Linked DNA regions of Zea mays: all the other regions are linked to region 4. The links are chromatin contacts, called in public Hi-C maps. All regions are on one chromosome and are shown on one strand. Each heading gives the region's core, a stretch centred on a gene start, on an enhancer-like site or on the middle of the called end of the contact. The rest is flanking DNA. Distances are from core to core; before and after follow the strand shown.

Region 1 (6,167 bases), core at 136-2,635, 240 kb after region 4:
TTCTGAGTCTGAATTTCAGCATTTGGAGCAAACTTTGGGCTATTGCAATTTGGAATCCAAGAAGTTTTGGTTAATGGTCACTATATAAAACTTGTAAAGGAACTATTGGAGTATAAGCTTTATTAAGCAACTTGCCCTAGAAGCATTTGGAACCCAGGAAGAAGAGTGGTTCAAAGTGGTGCTGCTGTGTTTCTGAATTTTTCAGATTGTGAATAGTAGCTGAATCTGGAATTCAGTATTGATGGCTGTTTTGGAGCTCATTTTTGGTTGTTCTATAAGGTTTTAGACTATGGTGCTTGTAGAGGAAATAAAGACCATATATTGGTGAACAACTTCCTTAAAGGGTGATGGACATGATCACATACAAGAATTGGAGTAACGACTGCTTAAAGTGGGACTGTGTTGTGGCTGAAACTGAATTATATTCAGTTATTGAAAACTGAATTTCAGTGAAAGTTGCTGAGTTTGGAGCCCATTTTCGGCTGATTCATGCAGTTATAGGCTAAGAAAGCTATACAAAGGTGGACGACCATGTGTTGGTGTATACGTTTGGTTAAGGATCATACCCCTAAAGCTACATGGAACTAGGAGAAAAGGTTGCCTAAATCTGGACTGTAAGGTTACTTGGACTGTGTTTTTTGTTCAGAACTAAAACCTGAATTTTAGTGAATCAGTTTAGAGCTCTGTTGTGATTAATCCATGTGATTTTATACTGTAGTTTTTATATAAAAGTTGAAGATCATCTAATGGTGAACAAGTTTATTTAAGCCAGTGTGACGTGGTGCTGCACATAAGTTGGAGTAAAACGTGCCCAAATTCTCTCTGTCAGACGTGTGGTGTTCAGTCTCTTATTCAGTTAGCTGCAGCTGGTTCCTAGTGTATTCACCCCACTCTGGAGCATTATAACTTTTGATCCATGAATCTTTGACCTACGGTTCCTACAGTAAACTTGTAAAGTTACATTTTGTGAACAAACTTTATTAACTATGGTTGGCATGTATTGCTTGGAATCATGAGGATCGAAGGGGTTACAAATGAGGGTTCAGTTTGGTGCCAAATTCAGTTCAGAATCTGAAACGTATTTAGTTTTGCTGAATTTTTAGAAACCACGTATTCCTTTCAGTTTTATACCCTTCTAACTCTTAATTCTTGGTGAATGACCATTACATCAAACTTGGAGATCTATTATGGAGGAATACATCTTATGATGAAGGATCCAAGTCGAGCTGTTGGGCAGGTGGTGGACTGAATATTGTTCAGATGACTGAAACCGGTTCAATTTTGGTATGAGAAAAAGATCTCCATGCCGCTGATGTTTATCCTGTACACGTGCTCAGTTCTCTAAAATTTTCTCCTTTGTTCCGGTCGTTCTTATCCAATATCTAGTGCACGTACTCCCTAGAAGTCTCTCCCGTGCGTTGTCTCATCTCCAGAAATCCACGTGCAGCCCTGAGCACAGGGCCGGGCCGGCATAATCCGAGAACATGTACTTAATTTTAAATTGGAGCCTATATCTTAAGGAAAAATAAAATATAGTAATAATATATATGTTATAATGGTTTACATAGCCATGGAAAAAGAAACGTACCTATTCAACGCTTTGTTGTATCATATTTATTTGAACAACTTCATTCTTTTGGTGTTACTTGAAATGAATTCTTCAATAATACGCTCATATTCAATCTTCTCCAATAATTCACTCTCAAGTGATATCTAGGCCAAATCAGTAAGTCTTTGTTGTAACATTGTAGAGCGCAAATATGACTTCAATAGCTTCAATTTAGAAAAGCTTCGTTCCGCTGATGCAACTGTCACTGGAATGGTCAATAGAACTCTATGGGTGTGTTTGGTTTGACTTTTGGCTTTTGGCTTTTGCCCCCTAAAAGCCAAAAGCCAACCAAAGGGCTGGATCCAGAAAGTAGCTTTTTCTAAAAGCTGACTTTCTCACAGTGCAAATCTGAAAGCACCCCTGAACCTGCTTTTAGTAACTTTTCGGATAGAACTGTGAAAACATATATCGAAGAACTTTTAACGACTTTTAGTGGATTCCACCAAACGGTTTTTAGCTTTTTAACGGCTCATAGCCTACAGCAGCTTTTTCCACAGCTCACAGCCCACAGCAACTTTTTTCACAGCCACAGCCCAACCAAACAGACCCTATATGCAATACTTGCATTAGGAAAAGAATTATGTCGTTTCAGAAACTTTAGAATTTCCAAAGGTCCCATATTTTCTTGTGGAATGAAATTTTGGAGAAACTTCAACTCTGCATACAATTCATTAGCATCAATATCAGATTTTCCATCCTTTTCGAGGGCAGCCTCCAGATTATCACAGGAGGACTTTAGGCTCTCATTATCCAATGACTGCAATGTTTCAGAAGTAAATAAGAAACCAAACATTTTCTGATAACCTTGGTATTGTTCAAATCTCCTTGTAAGTGAGGAAATTGCTTGATCAACAATAGGTATGAAATAGCTTATTCTAAATGACTCCTCTGGAGACAGTGTGGCAATATCTGGGACATCAGGGTTCTCATCAAAGTGTCTCTTTCTTTTAATTTTCCGTCTTTTACGAAATGATGTACCAATATCCATCTCAAGTGCAATGCCTTTGGCTGTCTCTAGTGCTTCTAAGAAACCAGTTTCCCTGTAGTTCTGGAAGAAAACAATCAGCCCTTGAACTTTCTCAATAGCAACATCAATAAGCATATCTTTTGATTGCAATTGTTTGCTTACTAAATTAACAGCATACAACACCTCATACCTAATAACTATAGCCACTATAAACTCATACTCTCCAAGCTCATTATTTGCCAAACCTTTAGCTTCACTGCTTGTTTTAGGATCACTATCGATATCTGATACCTGAAATTTAAACAAATAAAATGTGTCTTAATAGAAACAACAAAATGAATTACAATATTGGATAAATATGATAATACAAGGCAGTGAGCACCTGAAGTAGAGCCTCTCGAATGTCTGCACATTGAAGTCTGATAGCTTTAACACTTTCAACACGACTCTCCCAACGAGTAGCTGATACTGACTTAGGAGTCAATCTTGTTATGTTATCTTTCAGAATCTGCCATTTCTTAGTGGAATTAGCAAAGATTGTATAAATGCGTTGGATGATTCCAAAGAAGTCTTTAGCTTTACCACATGTCTTAGCCATATCACATAGTGTTAAATTAAGACTATGGCAACTACAAGCAGAATAGAAAGCTCTAGGATTTAAATCCAAAAGTTTCTTTTGTACCCCATTTTTGCATCCTTCCATATTTGACCCATTATCATATCCTTGTCCTCTCACATCATCTATATCAAGATCAAGATCCTTTAGCTGATCCTGTAGCACATCAAAAAGACCTTGCCCAGTCGTATCATTTACATCTAAAAACCAAGAAAGGATTCTTCAATACTAATAGTACTCGAAGATGAATCCACATATCTAATAACTAAAGACATTTGTTCTTGGTGGCTTGCATCAGGGGTACAATCCAGTATCACAGAGAAATATTTTGCCTTCTTTATTTTCTTAATAATTTCAGACTTAATAGTAGAAGCAATCAAGTGTATCAACTCATTTTGAATCTTATAATCAAGATAATGAGCATGAGTTTCTTCATTTGTAATACGTCGGGCATGCTCTTGAATAACCGGGTCAAATTCAGCCAACATCTCTACCAAACCCAAGAAATTGCCATTACTATCATCATACAATTTGCAATTAGTACCACGAAATGCTAGATTATGCTTGGCAAAAATTTTTACAATGGCAACAATTCTGAACAAAACTTTCCTCCTATGTTCCTTTTCTTTCTCAAGTTGTCGTTGAGCAGTTTTATCAATAGCCTGATCTGTTTGCAATCTATTACGTAACTCATACCAAGTGGTCATATTAAAAACATGATCAGCACTTGTCTCATGCTCTTTAAGTCTAGCCCCAAGATGTATCCAATCATTATACCCCTCATTTGCCAACTGACCTTTTTGATGCCCTTTTGTAAATAATTTACAACCAAAGCAAAAGATTTTATCAAGTTCCTTAGAATAAACAAGCCAATCTCTATCGCAATGCTCCCCATTTGATAGAATTCTATTATAGAATAATGCAGAAAACCTTCTAGAATATCTATCCCTTGGACCTTTCTGAATTGATAAGTCTCTTTTAGGTCCCTTCTGTGCTAAAATATCAATTTGTTTAGAACCAAGAGAATCCCAATATCTTGGATCAAATATATCAGGCTGAAAAGAATCACCATCATTCATAGACGCTGAAGTATTCAAATTATCACTATTATTGCCCATCCCTACGTTTGCGTTATCAATAGGAACATCATCAACCTCGTTGTCAGCAGCAGTACTATCAATTGCAGGGCCTCCATCAGCTGGCTGATTCACAGGGGATACTTGTGATTCTTTAATAACGAATCTATCCACACTAGCTTCTCCACGTCATATATTCCCTCACCCCATCGCTTAGGCAGCAACAGCCGAGCTCCCTTCTCGTAGTGCCCCTCGCATCCATGTTCTCAGCCCGCTCTCCTCTGTGCTCGGTCTCTCCAGTGCTTGCCTCGCCTGTGCACGCCATCCTCTTGTTGCCACTTGCCAGTCACGATCTCTTCTTTCCTGGAGTTTGCGTGTTGGGATTCTGTGGATCATGGCTGAAACTGCATGCGCTGTCGTCTCCTTGCTCTGGCACATCGTTGTGTGGAGCTGCTGAACGCCGCCGTCTCTAGCTCCTACATCGTCGTGCCGGCGCTCGGCTCCCCAACATCGTTGTTGCCTACTGGGCCTGCTGCTCTCTCTGCAACAGCTCGCCGGCTCCCTAGAAATTCCCCAACCGTCGCCTGCCTCCTCGCTGACATTCTCCCTCGTCGCGTCCGCAGCGCTACCGCGAGTTCAACATCGCCCAGGCGCCCCCGTACTCGGTTTCAGGCCATTACACCAGACGCACATCTCCAAAGTGCCATCAAGTTTCATCTCACCTTACCGTGGCCAGGGATCCTCGAAGGTTTCCTCGACCGTGTGGCGCTTGTTCTGTGCTCACTTAAGGTCAGTTTCAGTCCGGGTTTAATGATTTTCCTTTATTCATTTTTCTAAGAGATTGTTAATTATGTCACAAGTTATAGAAATATGGTAAAATCATGGGACAAATTTTATGGGGTGTCTAAATTGGTAAGCTCTCTGGTAAATATGTTTTTGGGATCTTTAGTGCAGTTTACAAATTTTAAGTAATTTAAATGCGCTTTAAAAAGGATTAATTGAATCTTTAGGGAGCAAATGTGAGCACCAAAAATTGTGAAAACTTGCGGAGAGTCTTGTTATCAGAAGATAAACTCTTGGTAAAAGTTTGGGGCTGTTTGGAAGACATTTGCTCAGAAATCCTTATAGTGTCCCTAATTTGAATAATAAGAAGAAGAACATAATCACATGTTGTCACACCCGGTTTTAGAAGGCAAACCGCATGCGAACCATGTACGTGCCAGGATCAGCAATTCACGTACACAGCAGTTACATAACATGGACATCATCACACAGTGCTCAAAATAGTATTAAAAGGGAAATAATAGTCGATTACATCATACGTCTGAGACGTCCATATAGTCCTTACAATAAATCAAAGTGCGGAAAAGAAACGTAGATAAACGCGGCCTTCACAGGCAGCCGACTGGGGGTTGCCGCTAACCCACGCCTAGAACTCGTTGTAGTCTTGGAACTCCTGGAAGTCTCCTTCCACGGCTTCATCTTCTCCTGAGCAGTGGTTGCAATGCTGACAACCTGGGGATGGGGGGGGGGTTTGGTGTGTAGAGCAAGGGTGAGTACACATCAACATACTCAGCAAGTATCTTGTTTGGCTGTAGTGGACTAGCTTTATGTGGGGATAAGTCAAGCAGTTGCTTTTAGTTGGTCAGATTATTATTCACTAATAGAAAGCCAGGTTTAGCATTAACCCAAGTTATTAGCCCGATGTACCCTTTTCAAACGGAAAGAATACCACTCACCAGCACCATATTCATAACCAGAACCATCAGTCTCATTGCCACCTGTAAACTAAAGTATCTCTGATCAAGTACCACTAATCACTGGAGCTCCCTTGGCCGCTCATAACCACGAGCACGACTGATATATCAGTTTTCAAACACTCTGCAGAGGTTGTGCACT
Region 2 (7,110 bases), core at 1,823-4,322, 200 kb after region 4:
AAGTTGACCAAGTTAGGATTTAGAATTTTGCAAACAAAGGAAGATTGACTATACATGTGTACAAGATTTGGAGGGAGAATCACCATTAGAAGAGAAGAGGGATACTCACCAGAGAGAGAGATACGAGTATGTGTCGGTTATAGGATATATGTCTGATTGATGACGTGAAAATGGACGGTAACCTAGCTCTTCCCGCCTGTGCCCACTCCTCTCCTGCGTGCTCGCCTCAAACTCGCTATGAGCGAGGCCTTGAAAGAAGGCCAATATAGAAGTACACGCAGAGCCGGACCGAGGCCAATATAGAAGTAAGAGTATCTCCAAAAGATTCTAATATCAATCCTTAATTTAGGGGAAAGTGAAAAATAACCATCCAACGTATCCCTATTGACAGTCCCTATACCTCCGCACACGAAAAATGTCGTGTCCGCAGCTACTGCTTCTCTCAACCCCCTGTATTTTCGCTTTCCCGCGCGAGAGCATTTGTGCGTGCCTCCTGCTTCTCAGGCTATCCGCAACCGTTACCCCTAAATTTTTCCCTCTATATCACTTTCCCCCCTATTTTCCCCCTATTTTTTCATCTCCCGCAGCGGTTTCCCCTAAATACTCCCCTATACCCCACTACAACTATAAAATATCATTTTCTATATCAACTATCAATTTTTTATCTACTAACAATTACTCGTGGACCCACAGCACAGTGTTTAGGGTGATGAACAGTGACACGCTAGATCTGGGGGGGAGAGAGAAGAGGACCGACGCGTAGGGGGCACCGCTGCGGCCGTGGGATGACCCTACAGCCGGCATGCAAGGGGAGGGGGAAGGCTAGCGCGTACCGCTGCGCACAGCCTCATATGCTTCAACCGTGAGTTGAGTCTGTGACGAATGTTCGACAGCAAGCTGTTCAACGAGGCCCCGTGACTCATTACCTAACTTGTAAGTAACATTGCTCTAGAGATGTTTCAATCTTAAGCTGAGATTTTTTCTTTTGGCTTAATCATCGAATTAAACTATTCAGCATGGCACAGGGAACCAATCTGCTATGTAAAGCCTGAAAACAACAATAGCCAAAGGTTAATCGTATGGATCAGCAACAACTAAGGTCTGATTCGTTTGTGCCGGATTAGTGGGTTGGAACGATTCCTAACCGGATTGTTTCTATAATTTATATAAACTTTGATAAGGTGGAACGATTTCGGGTATAATCCGACACAAACGATTAAGGCCTAAAAGAACCGCAAATGTTAATCATATGCTGCAAATCACAAGCGACAACATATTTTTTTATCCCAACAGCGATGGATCTTGGTACGAACTGGCTGCGCGTGTGCATGAAAGGGCCCAACGATTACCAGGTTTAACAGATTTTTGGAGAAATTAAGCGTGTATTTGGTTATCGGGTTGATGCGAGTTGGAACAGGTTGAACCTGCATCAAACCGTGTTTGGTTTAAAAGGTTCGCGGGTTAAATTGGTTCCGGGTCAAAATATTCATTTAAGATACGGATTCTAGGGATTCCTTAAAAACAAGCGAACCACTTCGATCCACTCCCACTCCACCCCTCCTGTCACCCACACGGACACACCATATCTTCACCCGAGCGCAGCCTACGCAGGGCGCACCACCGTCAGCCTATTCTCGAGTCATCGGCTCCCCCGTCGGTGTACCGTCCGGCGCAGCGCGCCCCCGACCACGCCCCTGTCAGAGTCCTCCGTCACCCTGCTCTCCGGCACCAGCATGTTCTCCAGCCATAGACTCCCAAACCGGTCTGTCCTCTGGCGCGCTACGCCCCCGTCCGTGTCTTCCAACGACGTTGTTGTGCCGTGATCCAGCCCCCACCATCATCCACCAATACCACCTACATGTCCCCTACCGACACCACTAGGAGAGAAGCAGCGGCCCCCATCTTTTATTGTGCTTATTGGTTTCTCAAATACTGAAATAGTGTTGGTTTCATTTATTTTGAATGTTGTAATTTCGTTTGGAATTAAAGATATCATTTTTAGTATGGTAATGTGACCATTTTTAGTTCATCATTCATTCATCCCTCATCACGAAACCAAACAAAAAACGGTGCAGCTTCAACCCACTTCAACCCTGTCATCAAACAAGAAATTGGGTTCAACCCGTCGCTTAAACCAAACAAGGAACGGGTCCGATCTAACCCACAAAAATGAGTCGGTTTCGACTCAACCCTTTTCGTTCCAAAACCAAACGCACTATAAAAGAGGCTGTTGAAGTCCAGTTTTTTTAAGGAGCATAGGCTCTTAAGAACGTTCTAATTACTGGTTATTAGAATATACTACGTACCTTCGTTCTCGAATATTTATCGTCTGCTGATTCGTTCAGTTTTTACTAAAACACGACAAAGAAAAAAAAGGATGAAGTACCCGTTGGGATGCCCTAACACCTTTACCATTTACCATCAGACGCTTGCTATACACTATACACTAGACACACGAAAGAGAAGAATGGATGCGCGCGCGGCATGCCGGCGGGCAGGGCGTCGGGAGAAAGACGGCGACGGCAACGGCAGGCATCGTCCAAAGGCCGCACCGCAGCAGGCCGTCATACGGCGCACGCACCGTGGAGGGATGGAATGGAACGCAACGCAACGCAACGCATGCAGCCGTGCCTTTCGGTGCTGCCCTGCCAGTTTGCGCGCGGCGTCCCCCAGCGGGACCACGCGCCCCCTTTACCTCCCCGGCCACGTGTCGAGCGCAATCCACGTCGCACTTACGTGGGTCCCGCCGCACAGAACCCGCTGCTCTTCCGTCCACGCGACCTGACCTCGCATCGCAGTCTCGCACACCACACCACCCCCCACGCGGACGCCAAGGCGCAACGGAGAGAAAGAAAGAGAAGGGGGATGGAGCGAGAAGAATAAGACATCGTCTTCGACCACCCCGGCCGGCCCCTCCACTCGATCTCCCAGCCCCTCCGTCAGCCACCTCGATCTCATCCGATGCTCTAGCTAGGCAGGCTAGCTTCGCATGGATTCACCCGCGGCTGCGTCGTCGCTGCTCCTGGACCACTCGTGCCGCCGCTCTTCCTCTTCCTCTTCCTCCGCCGCCTGATGGTGATGGCCAGCGCCGGCGTCAACGTGCCCGGCGGCGACGAGGTACGGAACCCGACCGCTGCGTCCGCGTCCACCCCAGAATGCCGGATGCGCAGGCGCCACCGCCTCGAGCCCCAAGGATCCGGCGACGCCGCCGCCGCTGCGGCGCCGGGCCCGAGCTGGGTGCGCCGTCTCCGTCCTGCGGCCTCCCGGTTCTCGCCGTCGCCGTCGCCATCGCTGTCGCCGTCGTCGTCCCAGAGCTCTGCGGACAGGCCCAACGACGAGGAGCAGGAAGAGCTCGACCATGAGGTGGAGGTGGAGCTCGCGCCGGCGGGGCCGCAGCTCGAGCCCGGCGAGGCTGAAGGTGAACCTGAAGCCGAGGCCGTCGCCGTCGCCCCGCAGGTGTGGCCCGTGGCCTTCGGCTCCCTGTCCATGGCGGGGCGGATGCGGATGATGGAGGACGCCGTCTCGCTCCATCCGGACTTGTGCACCTGGGCCGCCGACGGCTCGCCCATGCACTTCTTCGGCGTCTTTGACGGCCACGGCGGCTCCCATGTACGTGTCGTGTCGCTTCACGCCCCCGCCGCCAATCTCCAGCTAGTCACTCCATCAGTCCATCGATTGATCCATCCCTAGCTAGTAGTTCATGTTCATGAGTTCATCCATCCGAAATTTCATGGATTTTTTTTACCTAGACTGATGCCATACGTTTACCTATATATTGTGCACCGTCATCTAATAGACGGTGGTAATACTAGGCCAAGAAGGAGACAGCCATGGATGCGTGCCGAAGAGAAGCTGCAACAGCTAGCTTCCTTCTCTCCCGCCGCACCACATTTGGCGACTAGCAGTAGTCACTGCTTGCTTTCCGCTGCTAGCTAGTACCAGGTGTCCAGCTGGCCACATTCTAGCTCATTCCAAATTCGACAAGGATCATCCACGTGTCTCTGCCTCGTTTAATTGTCTTTTATTTATTTATTTAGTTATTATTATTGTGAATACCCGTATCGGATACTCTCTGTGTTAGTACTTCATTAGTACTACTAATCGATCGATCGCACGACACACGTACTAATGTACAAATACCAATGCATGCACGCAGGTGTCCGCGTTATGCCGGGACCGGATGCACGAGGTGGTGGCGGAGGAGCTGGCCAGGGAGGGAGCCACCTTCCTGCGGCGGCGGCAGGAGTCGGCGGCGTCGGGCAGCGCCGCCTGGTCGGAGCGGGCGGAGGAGGAGCGCGCGTGGCGCGCGGCGCTGCAGCGGGGCTTCCGGCGGGTGGACGATATGGCGGCGCTGGCGTGCGCGTGCGGGCGCGTGGCGCGGCCAAGCTGCAGCTGCCCGCTCGCCGGCACCTCCTCCGGCATCGTCGGCTCCACCGCCGTGGTGGCCCTCCTCGTCCGCGGCCGCCTCGTCGTCGCCAACTGCGGCGACTCCCGCGCCGTGCTCTGCCGCGGGCCCGCCGGGACGCCGCCCGTCCCGCTCTCCTCCGACCACAAGGTACGACTACGTACGACACATATGCATGTACACTCCGATCATCTCGGCTTTCGACTCGCCGTAGCGTGGTGCTAGCTGTGGTTGTTGTGGTCGGAGCCGGGTCAGCCTCGCCGACCGTTGACCCGTGCGCCGCGTGTCGTGGGGGCGGGGCCCGCGTGGGTGACCCGGTGAGGTGTCTCGCGCCTCCAGAAGTTTCGGTCGCAGCCAAGTCGTGGTTGGCCGCCGGCGGTGTTCGACGACGTGTACCGCCGCTGACGTCAGAGGCAACGGATGGGATCATCATCATGGGAGCGGTTGTCGGGGCTGGGATCTCGATTCTCGACAGGAAGGCAGCGGGCGCTGCTGCTGCAGCACGGATATCAAAGCAGGCCATGCAGTGGCAGTCCCGTGGATAGCTCGGAACTTTCAGGGCGGTCGCTGTGCGCCGTCGCTGTCGCCGGTTGGACACGTGGCGGGAACGGCGGGGGATTCCGAGGGTGAGGGGGGGGGGCACGTGTCGGTGGATGCTGGGGCACGTGGGGAGACCCGAGTGGTCGCCGGCTGGTGGGCCCTTGTACCTCAAAGCTGTGGGGCCGGGGCTGCACTCTCCACTCGCTGGGTCGCTGTCGCCTGTGCGGCGGGGCCCGCCGGAGAGGAAAAGGGTGTGGTGGCCGGAGGCGCCACCTGCCCGTCTCTGCGTGCCCGCAGCAGAGAGAAGAGGAGAGAATCGATGGAATGAGGAGAAGTACTGTAGACGGGTCAGTCAGTGCTGCTGTGGCTGCTGTGCTGGTGCGCCAACATTCGTGCTGATTACGACGCCATGTCGTCGTAGTAAACTAGTAATTAAGGGATTTTTCTTAAACACATCATTACGCTATGTTAGAGCGCCTTGTCTTTCATAGGTACCGTTGCTGCGCGAGTTGCCGTTGTTTGATCAACTAAAATAACTGCTGCTTTCCAAATTTATTTTTGGTTTCGAATTGAGGAAAAGAAAAAACTTTGTGCAGCCAAATCGGGCAGACGAGAAGGCGCGGATCGAGGCGGCCGGCGGGCGGGTGGTGTTCAACAACGGGCACCGCGTGCGTGGGATCCTCGCCATGTCGCGCGCACTAGGTACTATCTTATCTACCAAAATAATGTCTGAGTCTCTCTCCACTATCTAGTGTTCTCATTAAGGTCAGAAAGTGATGCTGGGCACACGTGTCTGGCTTCTCGCGTTTGATGACACCGCCGACGATGTCGCGCGCTTTGGATCATCCTTCTCTGTTTTTTTTTTTTTTTTTTGCACACGTGTGTTTTTGCTAGCCCGTCTTGCCAGGCCACAGCTTCTGTGTGGCCAGTCCAGCCGGCTGCCTTTGCTGTTTGCCATTCGGATTGCATTTCAATGATGGACTGAAGCAAGCTCCCCTGTATATATATGTTCCGCTGTAAGACGTACGTACGTGTCCCTTGGTTGTTAAACTATAATTTGTTCCCAGCAAATATTCGGGTAATATATAACTGTAGAAGTAAGCACCTTTTTTTTAGATGAACTATATACAAGTAAGCTAAGGTTTGAAGGGGAAATACTATATCTGAAAGGGGATTTTGTTTGGTGCCTTGCATCATGAGTCCGAAGAAAGCGAGTCTATTCCGTTTGCATCTTTGCATGGATCCACCACTTAACAGGTGCCCGGTGTTGAGGAGTCGAACTGGTAAACATCGGCTTTATGATGATAAATAAATAAAATAAAATAAAATAAAGTGTGGTGTGTGGCCTGTAAGTTCCGTGTCAACGAGGTATATGACTATAGCTTTTGCCATATGAAATTAATTAAGGTCATTGTAGCTTTGTAACATGAGATCGATCGAGCTTCTTTGCATGTTCACCCACTATGATTATGTATCATTAGTCCAATACAATCGGCTTGTTCGCTGCGGCTTTAATCCGACTGCGGCTGCGGCTTCTACAGTATTTTCTCTCTAGGGATTGCAGCTGCAACAGTATTTTGCAGCTGCAACAGTGGTTTTTGTAGTGCAGCCGAACGCGCTCATAGTGTCGTCTTTTTAAGCAACATGCAATAGTGGTGTGTGTTGCTTCAGATGAGCTACACGTACAAGGTATTGCTTGGGCAGTTTACACGAGTAGGATAAACAGTCACATCGTCACTGATATCCCATGAGTCGTTGTTCGTGGCATATGCCAATTAATGGGGCTAGTAGCTAGGCCGCGCGAGGATGGCCACATGTTCTCTGCCCATCTCTCGCCCTGACCATTTTTTTTTTTTGAGGTTTACCTTTCAGCTAGCTATTCCTTGACAGCGATGCTTCGGGTTACTTAAGGCATTGGACATGACAAGCTAGGTGGAAACACGTACGTAGCGGGCGCGCTGACGCCACGTATTTGCCTGCCTCCGATTCGTCGGTTGTGGAAGCGCCATTTGCCTAGGAGTTCCCGGCCCTGATGCTAACCCAACCTGGAAAGATAAGGTAGTGACCCTTTATTTATAAACTAGTGGCCATAGACCTATAGGTTTGATTACACTATGGCCTAGGTCGGGAGGGATCGATGTTGTCGTCTTTTTGTTGTGCCCTGA
Region 3 (6,474 bases), core at 3,753-6,252, 140 kb after region 4:
GAGAGTACTCGAAGATCTCGCAGCCATACTGTTGGTAAGACTAAAATAGCAGTTAACACCTCCAAGAAAATGTTTCTTTGGAGACGGCATCTTTGGACTACAGATGTATTGGGCAACCAATAAGGTAATCTACCATCAGCTTCGTTCCCCTGTAGTGGCACTAAAACTGAAAATCCCAAATTGATTTTATATCGATGACACACCTGACACCTGTTGTAAACAGAATATACTTGGGCTCATATTATTTTAGCTTTAGGACATCATTTATGGCCTCAATCACCTGATAAAAAACAGCAGTCCCCTCTGATTCAAAAGCATGCCAGTGCAAAAGACAATTTTAAATGATACATGCTGCAATATGTTTGCCATCCTTATATGCTAAATTTTCTTTGATGCATCTCAATAAAATTTCATGATTTTTCTGCATGAAACAATAGCAAATATGAGATAAAGTTGATACCATAATCAGAAGTTATTCCAGATTGGCTAGCTCAGAAGCATAAAATCTAGTTCCTCTGAAACCTAATGCTCAGGGCATGGATCATGAGAAGACATTAGTGAATTTAAGAGGTGAGATTCTGATACTAATCCTACATCATCTTTCCAAATTGTGCCAGGGAGTGGTTGGCTTAATGCATATGAAGCCATTCCAAGCGGATGCTATCTTCCTTGAAGCTCATTACAGTTTGGTTACCTCCTCATCTCACATTCTTTGCATGTATTTTGGTCCACAAACCAAGCCTGCACCAGCAACCACATCTGGTACTCCTGTTACACAAACTAAGATAGGGTTTTATGGTATCTTGACCTTTTGGAATTATGATATTTCCGTAATCCTAGCGGTTCTCGGTAGTTAGAAAGACCACAAAATACTAAGTTAAAAGAATAGCTTACTGCACATATCGAATAAGCTGGGTTTGGGGATTATAAGCAACAGATCATAAGTCTTTTGAAGGCTTAGCACTCCTGACCTAGTTTAGTATAGTTTCGTATGTGCTTCTGGTCATAGTGCGCTTAACTTTTTAAGAGCAAATTTCATGGTATTTTATTTACTACATGAACTGTAATATGGCTGTGAAACTAAATCATGTCATTAATATATAAAATCAAACTGTGTAAGCCAACTGAGGAAACAAAACACAATCTATGCCCCGCGTTCCAAATTACAGATCACTTTAGATTAATTCTGTGCCAAACTTATGTAAATTGACCAAACATTTAGGAAGCTATATTAACATCTACAAGTTCAATACTAAAGTACCAAAACATATTTTATGGTGAATTTAATGAAACTAATCTGACGTTGTAGGTGTTGGTGCATTTTTCCATAAACTTGGTCGAAGATAAAAAAAGTTTGACTTAGGACAAAGCTAATGCAACATTTAATTTGGAACAGGGGGGAAACAAGACACTGAATGTGTGGAGGATCAGTCTAGCCATGACTGTAATTGTCTACTCTACAATAATATTGAACATCACATAAAACCACAGGGAGCTCCACCAGAAATTTAGCAGTAAACTGAACAAAATGTTGGTATGGACCACTGTGATCGACCAGGATGATGATGCAGAGCACATATAAACGTACGGATTGGCCCCAACAGGTTACCATTGCACAGACTCTAGCAGTTTTGTAGTTGAGTATGACAAACCAACATGGAACTTACATTTATGAACTTATTTCTCATAAATATAATTGCCTAAATTCCTCTTCCCTCAAATGCACAGGGCAGATTGAGCCATTTCACAGGGCAGATTGAGATATGAAATTCACCCAAAAATGCCCCAACCAGTAAAAATCAAACCTTTAGCCACAGCAGGAGAAAGAGGACGAAATAGATGCACGCGTACCGTAGCGCGCCCAGAGCTGGGGCTGGACACCGGAGCACTCGCGGACAAGGAAGGGGAGGGAGGGGTTGCGGGCCTTGATGTCACCATAGTTCTTCTTCACGAACTCCCTGCGGGCGACCAGATCGCCAGCGCACCGAATCAGAAACAACAGTTTTAGATAGTCAAATCGGACGGGAAGAGTCGAAGAAGGTGCAAGGTTTGTACCGTCATGGTAGATGCCGGTGATCTTGAAGTCGCAGGCCTGCTCGGCGTCGTTGCTGGCGATGAAGACGCTGACCTTAGTGGGCCCCGCAGCTGGATCACGAACAGCTTCACGACGCTGAACATGAGGTCCCACCGGCGGGAGCTGTCGCCCTGGAGCCGGGTTTGTCGAGGCGAGGCGGCGGCGGCGGCGCTCGTTGTTGGAGATCCATGGGCGGGCGCGAAGGGAGCACGGGAGGGAGCGGCTGCGGCGCGGCTGCGGGATCCGTGGGGGATGCGGGATCCGTGGTGGGGGCGGGGCGATGCGTGGGGGTGAGAGCGTGCGTATCGGACGGCTGAGAGACTCTAAAGCGTATTGGACGGTTGAGATCGTCGGAAGGCAGAACCAAGCAGAGGCAGCCTACCCCTTAGAGCCTTAATAGGTAGTATAGATTACTTCACCTCATCACTGATGTTGCTTCAAAATATTAGTCACATTGACTAATTCTATGTTATGCTACTATATATCACCTTGCTAAACGTATTTAATCTAGTATTGTCTGTGCTCTACTTACTTATTTTATTAGATCTTCTCTCACCCTTGTGATTGTGATATCTTCGCAGATGCCCCCTTACCATTACCTTCTAGTCTCTTGGGATTCTTTCCTCTTCCATCATTAAATCGCTACCATTTGGCATTCTCCGTTCCCTTGGTATTGACATGCTCGTATCCCTGGATTCTTCAATACCCTTGTCCCTTAATTCAAAAACTTACCTCTAAATCTCTACTGCCTATTTCAACATTTCAATTATATATCCATGACCTTCCTATCTTTTGAGACCCTTTCCTATTCTATTGTTAAGTCGCTATCTTTCGATAACTTCTATTCTCTTGGTCTTGGTATGCTCATATCATTAGAATCTTGATACTCTCATCTTTTTATATATGCTTACATTTATATCCCAATGTCTGTTTAAGACATTTCAGTTAACATGCCCTTGATCCCCTTGTTTCTTGACAATCCATGAGCGATCATTTTATTTCGCACCTCCTTGATGATCTCGTTGTTTCCTTATAACTTTCCTCGGTACTGAATTTCTTACCTCAACCATCTATTGGAACCTTACCTATCTTACCCTTGATTGTTTTCTCCACTCCGCCACTTCGCGAGTCTTGCCTTAACTCTATCCTTGGTTATGCTTTTCATGATTATCATCTTCGCCCTTGTCACCTCTATATCTTATCTTGATGCTTATATTATACCTACCCTCTAAAACCTACTCTCTTTCATCTCAACTTTAGTGTTGTATTTTACCTATTTTTCCTTGATCGTATCCTCTTCCTTGTCGCTTGCGATTTTTTAACTCCATCCTTGTTGTGCTCCAGTTAGGGCCGGCCCTGAGGGGGTGCGGTGGGTGTGGCCGCATCGGGCCCCCAAAACAGAGGGCCCCCTAGCCACTGGACGCTAGCATTTTTTTGTTAAACCTATCTATTCTAGACACAAATACAAAAAAAACGATGCGCTATCAAGTTATCGAATAGTCTCGTTTATATTGTTAAACTAATGTCTCAATTACTTATCGAATACTCCATCCGTTTCAAAATAGTATTTGGTTTAGCTCTTAATTTTTATGTTTATATTGATGATGATAAATCCACTAAAGAAGCAAAACAAAATTTTATTTGATATAGAGAGAGTATTATAAACTATACATATGATGGTTGCTTCGGTAGAGAGAAGCTTTTTAAAATTAATTTTTTATGAATTATTTATGGTCAACAATAATTCAAGAGAGGTTAAATGGCTTGGCGATTCTATATATCGAAAAAATTGTTGGATGAGATTGATCTCGATGATATAAGCAATGACTTTGTATCACAAAATGTTAGAAGATATTTTGAATAATATCATATAACAAGTAAGTGTTTTTTGCTATATTTTATATCTGTTATCTTATAAACTTTAAAACAGTGCATAATAATTTTTATACGTCAAATATTCGGTGATATATGTATAATTATATATATTTGTGTGTGGATGGGGGCCTCTATATCGAATTTCGCACTGGGCCCCCTGAAAAGCCAGGAACGGCCCTGAAAAGCAAGACCTTGACGTAACCCCATTCTTTGTTGTATTTGTACCACTGGCTCTTCTATGCCTCCATCTCTTCTCTTACACCCTTGTCTATTATCGTCTTTAACCCTTATAATATCTATATCTTTACCTTGATGCTTACTTTGAACCTTCCCTTTAAAGTCTCCTTTTTCCATCTCAGTTAGAGAGTGGTGCTTCACCTATCTCGTCTTTGATTATTTTCCTTCTTTATCGCCTTGCAAGCTTTGTCTTAATTCCATCCTTTGATGTGCTTTTGTTTGCTATCTCCATTATCTTGATACTTATCTTTATACCTGCTATTTAGGATCTCTCCTCTTCCACCTCAATTTAAGAGTGATAATTTATCTATCTGGCTCTTAGTCGTACCTTCTCCTCGACCACTTGTAAGTCTTATCTTAACTCTATCGATCAAGAAATTTCTAACTACATAGGGAATGCAACTGGGGAGTACGGACAGGCAACTAGCCCTCGGGAATTTCTATCGATCAAGAAATTTCTAACTCACAGTTTCGCACTCTGCAGTGCACAGATTTGTTTGTGCACAAAAACCGCCTTAATTTAATAACTAGTAGTGCAACTTTCCTGAGACAAGGTATACGTATACCACCGCCTTAATTTATGTTCCGGACGATTATAGCATGCTTTACATATTATGACTAATAATGAAAAAAAATTCAAAAAAGAACGGTACCTTATAGAGTATGATTATGATTATCTACAGCTAAAATAAAACTGAGTACGCATGTTGTTTGAATGAATAGGATAAATAAAAAACTGCCAAATCATTCCCTTCTTTCTAGAAGAAAGATGTTTGAACTAGCCGTAGTCTGCACCCTATGTCCATGGGTTGTCGACTAGAAACCAAGGCCAATGCATATACGGGCTGCTGGCCCATCATCCTTGGTTCGGAAAAGATACTGCGTTCCCTCCTCTTCAAAATCCAAATACTACTACAATTCATTCATGGATGCAGAAAGCTCAAAAGAATATTCCTAAAAAAAGAAATATAATGCCCCAAAAGGTATCTATTTCATATGAGTTTTCTTGAAATCTTCTGTTTGTCACCGGTGACGTACTAGCTTAGAGCATCTTCAAGAGTCTTTATAAATTTCACTTTTAAATTGTCATTTGAGAGTCATTTGTATAAAAATTGCTTCCTATATATTTTCAATCTCCAACATCTTTTCTATATTTATTTGCACTCTAGATAATCATTCACATTATCTATCTTTGGCTAGTGAGAAATGTGGAATAGAAGATGTCTATATTTGAATAACCATTTAAATAAGTCGTTGGAGGGTATTTTTTTATGAAAATATTTATTTATATTTATTAGGTATAATATAGAGAATATTCTAGAGTTGCTCTTAGTAGGGAAAAAGTTAACTTTTAGCTTTATCACCGGTCAAAACTTTCTAAAAGTCTAATCAATTTTATACAAAACAATATCAGTATTTACCACACAAAATATCTATAAGAATATATCTCATAACAAATCTAATAATATTTATTTAGAATACAAATATATTTTTTATATAAACCTCATCAAATTAATTAGCCCCCCTTTAGGTACGAGAAAGTTCCACGAATGTTGCCTTTTATAAATTTGGACTAATTTCTTTAAAAAAATTACGATTCTTGTGAAAATCATACATTCTAAAAGCGGTCTTAGTTATTTAGTTGATACTATGTTAGAATTATGTATTGTCATCATCAAATCGAGCATATCTTTTTTAGATAAAAAAAAGAACGAATGGATGTGTATGGAAATATCTGTTGTGGAGGAAGTCAAGTAACTATGAAGGAGGTGGATGTAATGTTGTCTTCAGCAGATTGTGCATATAATTATGCAAAGGATTGTTTTACACTATAGATCGCGTTGTTCAAAGAGTGAAGTTTGAAATAGAAGATGAGATGAAAGATAGAATGAATAAGCTCCTGGAGACAGCCTAATGGTGCAAACACTTGAGGCGGCATCTAGATGCACGTTTACTGAGCCACTTGCTAAGAATGAGATGCATCTCAGTATTTAGGTTTTATAAATTGATACAAGTTTCTAGTTGTTTTGAATAACATATTAGCCAAACTTACTGCTAGGAAATCCAACAACAGGGCAAGTAGATTTGCATAGTACTGGCTTTGTTGCATTTGGTGCTCGCCTTGTGCCCTTTGATACTCATTTTGCTACCTTACCGCTTCCAGGAGCCTAGAAATCTCCAACTCCTATGTGGAGTGCGAGAACAAGAACCCAATGCTTGCAACAACGATGACCCTACCGTGTCTCGACACATCATCTGCTTAGAGTAAATCGCTAAATCAAATATAC
Region 4 (6,799 bases), core at 3,475-5,974:
ATTCCCAGTTCGAGAAGATGGTGATTTTCCCTATTTTTGGACCAGGTCTGGTCCGTCATCCCCAATGAAAGACATGCCAATTGCAAGTAAGCCGTTTTGTGGAAAGGTTGGGTTGTCCAATTGCAAAGAGAAACAAGACCGGACAAGAGCATCTTCTGCATATATATATTTTTTTTCTCAGCAAGAGGGAGGAAAACACATGCTTTGGGATTGAAGACTAGTAGTACATATGACGGCAGAACTTCTTGACGAACTTGCGGTGTTAGCACGGCAGGCAAACGAACTTGCGGTGTTAGCGTAAAATAATCCAAGTTCACAAGGACAACCGGGTCAAAACACCAAATCTGGCCGTGGATTCTCATTAGACAATCGCTCTGATTGTTGAGAGCTCTTGAGGTGACCAAAGAAGCTTAGGTGCCAATGCACCAGATTTTTACTACCCAAACTGTTCCACTGATGCTAACGTGCTTAAAAAAAACTAGTTTATATCTTAAAGTGTTTCTAGAAGGATATCGTGTAAGGAACAGAGGATATCGTATAAGCAAGCAAGGGTTCGCTGACCAGAACCAGCCCAAGTCTGTAATGTAAAAAAGGTCAGCATCAGCCGCATCGTCTGCCTTCTTGTCTGCAATCTCATCCAGCCTGCTTTTGCAGCATGTCTAACCAATAACAAAAGTTCCTTTTTCCCCCCTGTAGACACATATGCCGCTGCATTCACTGAACCCCCATCCATTCTGAGTCCCAATCACAAACTCAACAGCTCATGGATTTCGTCCAAACTAATTATATCGTGGTTAGTGTTAGTGCATGAATCTAATTCTTTGCTTATCTGAGGGTTTACAGATGAATGGGTCTAAGTTCTAACAGTATGATCTCTCCAAGTTTTTTGTACCTTCCTGTCGTAGTCGTCCTCCTCCTCCTTCACCGAGGAACCAAGCAGAAAGCGATGCTTTCAGCTTCCTATACATTTCCCTTTTGCCTCAAAATGTTTTTTTTTTTGTGATTGTATGGAGCTAACCTGGCAGAAATTAGTTACCGATCAAGCTATAGCAATCTATTGAGATTGAAAGAAATGAGAACCGTCAGGCTCTTTTAATTGTTCTGAAGGACTCTATACAGTTCATCTCCCAGCGCGGCTAATGTGACCGGTTTCTGGATCAGGCCATTTACTCCTGACCTCTGGCAACGATCCCGGATGTTGTCGTCGATTCTTGCTGCTAGGGCAATAATCAACGGCAGCCAACTATTGCTACTGAACTTCCTGATCGCGCGGGCTACTTCGAATCCATCCATCGTCTGCATGTCAAGATCAAGAACCACCAGCTGGAAGGACGACTCCGCAGCGAAGGAGCTGATGCATTGGACGCCAGAAGCGACCGAAAGGACTCGGCAACCAAGCTTCTCTAGGAGCCTGTGAGTTACAGCTCGGTTGGTGCAGTCGCTGTCCGCAAGGAGGACTCTGAGCCCATTAAAGTTGGGAATTGCGGATGATCTGTACAAATCTGAGGACGCTCCAGAGACCGGAGTCACAGGTTCCAACTGGAACTGGAGGACTAGCATGATAGTTTCTCCGATGCTTTTAGAATCTGATACTGACCAAATATTGCCATTCATCATCTGCAGCACAAAGGAGGGCTCGTATCAGTAAGCACACTAATGATTGCACATCAAATCAAGTATACATTGGCCACTTCCACAACTGGATGAACAAATTGCAAACCAAAACATAACAATCAAATAGAGTCGCTGAGGTTCGGGCTACTACAAGCATACCAATTAAATATATCTATGCAAGTCACACATACTACGGAAGAAATACCATAAAAATAGTTATGACTAAAACGTAAGTTCAACATAAGGACCAATATGTCCTCTCAGTATGCCCAGTTTGAGGTGAGATAATAAATATTCCAAGCACTTGCACAAAAAGGCCACACTATAGCCACTAAACACATTCTGTAGTTTGGCAGTTCAATTGGTGTATAGCAAACTATCTATGTGACGGCCAAGTCTAAGCTGCTAGTGCCTAGCTGTACAAAAAAATTTGCGGGTATAAATGCTTAAGATATTCTATTATTTTGATTTACCTGCACAATCTTCTTGCACATATTGAAGCTAAGCCCCATCTCAGAATTGTTGGGTTTGGATCCCTGACTTATCTGACTGCTTGATGAACTCAACAGATAGCCCTTTGATTTTCTAATCCTAATCTCAAATTTCACACATACATAGCCCCCAGAGAAGTTTGCTCTTCGCAGCATCCAGTCATGATTATGCCTATCTTCAACCTCATTATGGACATTTACATATAATGAGATACAGCCAGCATTACATCGGTCTGTTAGAGTGCCTACCATGTGCAGGACAATATGGAAGACTCTCTTCTCATCACCAATGATCCTTTCTGGCAAAGAATTCTCCACTTGAAACTCAAACTCCACACCCTTGCAACCAGTTAGACATCTGACCACTCCAACAACTTCTTTAATGAAGGAATGAAGGTTGAACGGCCTCCTGACCAAAGACAAGTGCTCACAGTTCATTGTCGATGTTTGCATCACATCGTTCATCAGTGTGGATGCAACACTGCTTGTCTTGGCAATGGCATCCATCACAAGCCTTTGCTCTGGATTCATGCTCTCCTGTTGCATCATTGAGACGAGACCAAGGATTGAGTGCATTGGCCTTCGCATTCCATCGTACATTGCAGTCTGGAAGGAATTCCTAGCGTCCCCTGCCCTCATGGCTTCATCCTTTGCCTGCAGCAAGTCCCTATGCTGCTCGGCAAGCTTCTCTCGCATCAGCTGAGACTCCTCTAGGAGTGCAGCATGTGACAGAGCGACTGCAACTTGGTCAGCAACTACCTCAACAATCTCCAACTCTCTTCGACCCCACCCTAATGAACCATCATTAGGCAAAACCAGAACCAAGATAGCATAGCTCGTCTGCATCACTTCCGGAGTCCCTCCTTTGAAATTTGACACCCTTAACATCGGCATCCTTATTGCAGCCACAGGCCCTGCTTCATGCTTGCTTCGGCTAGAAACCCCTAGCGCCGAATCTGGGCCAAGAACTTTTGCATCCTTGGTTGCCTTTATTTCTTGAACATCCGGATCATCAATAGGAATCGAGTGTTTCTGTGGGTCCATTATATCCCTTTCCCTCAGCTGATGTGTTAAGATCATCGTGCTCCTGGTCTCATCAGGCATCCAGACAGCACAATTCTGCAGTTCCAGTGCCTTCGAGAGCTCAACCATGGTGGTGTACAAGATGGTATGTCTGTCGAGCGACTTGCGGATCTCCTGTGTGAGCATGCGCACATGCCAGCTCGCCTCTTCTTTCCTTTTCATCCTCCCCACCTCCCGGTCCAGCTCACGCGCCTTGTTCATCAGGAAGTTTTCCCTGACCTTCACCCTCAGGAGCTGTGGTATCAGCGTCAGCAGGGTGATGGCCGTCGCGAAGGAGACCAGTGCCGTCAGGAACTTGGCGACGGTAAGGGCGAGTACGAGGTGGAAGGAGTGCGGCTCGTAGGTGAACACAGTGATGAGGTGCGTGAGGCCGCAGAGCACGATGAAGGCGCCGAACTGCAGCACGATCCATTTGAGGGGGAAGAGGTCGGAGCAGGTGGCGAAGTAGAGCAGCTCGAGCGGGATGGAGAAGTAGGCCGCGGCGATGAGGAAGTCGCTGACCTTCTGGCATTGCAGGATGTTATAGGTGCTGGAGAGGGCGCCGTCGTCGGCGTCGTCGCAGCCGCCGCAGTGGCCGAAATCGACAGACGCCGCTGACGGCGAGAGGAGCAGGGAGGAGAGGAACAGGAGGATCCACGCGGAGGAAACCCCGCGCAGCAGTGCCGTTCCCACCACCATCGGCTCTACCACCTCCAACCAGGCTTCATTCAGACGCGCATTTGCGCATTTCTGAACCGACTGGAGGCGCCCGTCGTCGATTCCACGCTGCGGGTGCCGACGCTCCTGCATTCACCAGACGGCCATCACAGATTTTCAGTTAATCAAACTGCGGCACACAAAATCAAGATCTGGCGTAAAGCAAATCGTTGCTTTGGGACGGATAGGCCCCCCTGTGAAGATTAGTCTTTCCTAAAAGTAGCATCGAAATCTATCTATCGGCCAAAATCGAATCACCAGTCCGCCAAAATTCGGGCAGTAGGGGATTTAGCCAAATCCGATAAACCCCTCCGATAAATCCAAACATAGTTATTGAATTGGTAGAACGAAGAAGAACGGAGGAGTGTCAAAAGCCGCCCACCTTCCGCCTCCGACCATCCCTCCTGCCGGATGCAGCAGCAATCCTCAAGCGGAGGAGGAGCAGCAACGCCCGCCAAGAAACACAGCGTTGGCACCGGTACTAGCACCATAACCGTCTACACGTGGGCTGGCTACGGATCTCCAGCAGACCTCGGCAGCGTCGAGAGCCCGGCGGGCGGCGGATCCATGGTCACGAGGCCTGCCGACGGAAGAAAAGAGGGTCTTTTTTTCTCCCTTTCCTCCCTCTTCTTTCACAGCCTCGCCCCTGGAGCTGGGCTGAGAGAGAGACAGCGACGTCGGAAGAAGGGGAGAACGCGGCGTCGCAGTGGGGTGGCTGGCGGGTGGAGGGCGCTAAGCGACGACCGGACGAGCCGATTGAGGAGAGGGGTAGGAAGAGGAGGCGATGCTTTGGGTCCGTCGAGCAGGCAGGAGCCAGGGGGTTGTCTCTCCCCTCGGTGGGAAGAAAGGAGTGGGACGAACGAGAGCAAGAGCAGAGCAGCGCAGCTCGGGGGCTGGCCGGATGCGGGTCGTTGCTTCAACCTCGCTGCACCACTCTCGCGTGCTCTGATCTGTTCGCCGCGTTTCGCCGGCGTGGCTCTGGATGGATGCACCTGCCTGTTTCCTCGGCCTGGGCCCGCCCGTCTGCCGGCAAACCGCTGCGCCTTCCCCTGGTTTTCGATCCATTCAGCTATGAGCTAGGTGGTATATAAGCAGTAGCATTTGCTTCACCGCATATCTTGGGCCCACAGTATTTGTAGGAGGGACTGAATTGGGCCAAATCACTTTCAGCTATTGAGTTGGGCCAAATCACTTTCAGCTATTGAGTTTTGCACTTCAGCTCCAAGGAATTAACGAGAGGACCCCGTATTTGTAGGAGGAAATGGATTGGGCCAAATCGCTTTCACTTCCCTTCTATGAAGAGCAGTGTGGCCAAAGCATAGTTAGCAATTTCGAGCGAAACTCGCAGACTTTCGGAATGTTTTCCCTATTTTTGGACCTCTATGTGAATTGGCTTTCGTGTAAAATTCGGAAGTTTCAGTTCGCTATTCAAAAAAATTAAAATTCATAAAAACGGAAAATCGTGTTTTAGACCGGGTTTCGGTGGTTTTCGATCGAATTTCAATGCCTTTTGTTCCAAAATAACAAATTTCACCGAAATTCGTCGAGAAAACACCAAATTTCATTTTTAAATTTAAAATTCTACCTTAAATGGATTTGAGCGAATTTCACTCCGAATTTCATTTTCGGTGTATTACAAGATTTGCATTCTAAACGAAATGGTTAACCTTGGGCCGAAGTCTAGCCCATATAGAGGATGTCTAGACGGTAGCCTTGAGTTTAACGAATAGTTTAGGCCTCTCTAGAAACATAATATTTTTCTAGTCTCAAGATAATGCTCGGTATTTGAGCATACCATGGTATTTTCGGCCAAAAGGTATTTAAGAGCACATATAGAAGCTCTATATTTTAAAATGTAGTATTTGTAGGGTCTAAAAAACTTTGGTTTGGACAAAAAAATTCACCGGCACGAGACTGTAGTCTCGCCTTTTCTCCTCCCCTCCTACTGCTGCAACTAAAATGCTAATTCTCAAAACAAGTGTTGGATTAACTTGATGGAAAATATACTATAATGTAACACCCTTTTTTTATGGTACAGTTATAACAAGTATTATAGATGAATTTAAATTCTCTTCTCTTTAAACATAATTTACATATTCTTTTCCAAATAGAGAAAGGAAGGATTTTTTATAGATAAAATATTTCACTACCTATTTGTTGTTTTATGGAAAATTTTGAATTGAATTGAACTTTATTTGATTTGAATATGGAAATTAAACTTAAATTTTAATTTTAAAAAAGGAAAAGAACAAAATAGTGCAAACCAGGTGGCCTCCTCAGCGCGCGCCCGTGCCTTGCCTCCTTGCGCTCGCTGGCAAGCAGAGCGAACCGATCAACCGCACCCCCACTCTCTGACACGTGGGACCCACACCCACATGTCATCCCTAACCTTCCGCTCTCTCTTTGTTCCACGACGGACACACTGTCATCGATCTCGCCCCTGAGAGATCGGAACATCACCTCGATCATTGCTCCCCCATTTTCCTCCTCGGATATCTGTGCCATATCCCCGAGTAGTTTTGTCGGCATTAAAATGGCGACCCGACCATGCTACCCTCACCATCACTGCCCTTATGTCATCAATTGCATGGCCCTATAAAAGACGACCCCTAGCACCGATTGATCACCTCACTGAGAGCTCTGCCTCCTTCCTGGCACTTGCACCCTCACACTAGTGCAAGTGTCGCCATCACTGAGCTTCTTGAGCACGTTCTGCCCTAATCAGAGTACCTTTGTCCTCACCGTCACTACCACAATTGCATGGGGACTGGACGAATACACAGTTGCATGGGGACTGGATGAAGGAATGGTTCTACGCTGAAGTAGATTCTGTGAACTAGAAAGATTTCAAGGGTTTGCTGATGAGTCCTCTAAAGATTAGCTTCGGTCTAAGGAGGCTAAAGTGTGATATGTGT

What was found. Hi-C and Micro-C count contacts between places; a contact is called where the count stands out from the background.
Region 1: a contact with region 4 is called in a Hi-C map of leaf, with 4 times the contacts expected there. The contact joins the enhancer-like site here to the promoter of LOC541627 in region 4. A contact is called at or near these places in 5 of 25 Hi-C or Micro-C datasets (bundle sheath, ear, leaf and 1 more).
Region 2: a contact with region 4 is called in a Hi-C map of ear, with 3 times the contacts expected there. The contact joins the promoter of LOC103641516 here to the promoter of LOC541627 in region 4. A contact is called at or near these places in 6 of 25 Hi-C or Micro-C datasets (bundle sheath, ear, endosperm and 2 more).
Region 3: a contact with region 4 is called in a Hi-C map of tassel, with 3 times the contacts expected there. The contact joins the enhancer-like site here to the promoter of LOC541627 in region 4. A contact is called at or near these places in 3 of 25 Hi-C or Micro-C datasets (bundle sheath, ear and tassel).

Annotation. Positions count from the first base shown.
Region 1 is chr10:103,606,241-103,612,407 of Zm-B73-REFERENCE-NAM-5.0, forward strand. It overlaps the pseudogene LOC109942880. Among protein-coding and RNA genes, the nearest start is that of LOC103641516, 36 kb to the left of the region's middle. Within about 2 kb of position 1,386, at least 1 of the 20 cell types and tissues checked has an H3K27ac peak or open chromatin away from gene starts, as enhancers often do. A contact at or near this core is called in leaf, where this site is marked.
Region 2 is chr10:103,570,261-103,577,370 of Zm-B73-REFERENCE-NAM-5.0, forward strand. It overlaps LOC103641516 (probable protein phosphatase 2C 37), which reads left to right and starts at 3,073. Exons shown (of 4, transcript NM_001319772.1): 1 at 3,073-3,609; 2 at 4,157-4,555; 3 at 5,542-5,647. The coding sequence starts at 3,073.
Region 3 is chr10:103,500,634-103,507,107 of Zm-B73-REFERENCE-NAM-5.0, forward strand. No RefSeq gene overlaps it. Among protein-coding and RNA genes, the nearest start is that of LOC103642676, 8.8 kb to the left of the region's middle. Within about 2 kb of position 5,003, at least 1 of the 20 cell types and tissues checked has an H3K27ac peak or open chromatin away from gene starts, as enhancers often do. A contact at or near this core is called in tassel, where this site is marked.
Region 4 is chr10:103,365,217-103,372,015 of Zm-B73-REFERENCE-NAM-5.0, forward strand. It overlaps LOC541627 (ethylene receptor homolog 2), which reads right to left and starts at 4,725. Exons shown (of 3, transcript NM_001111382.2): 1 at 4,267-4,725; 2 at 2,088-3,971; 3 at 1,071-1,617. The coding sequence starts at 3,866. The coding sequence ends at 1,093.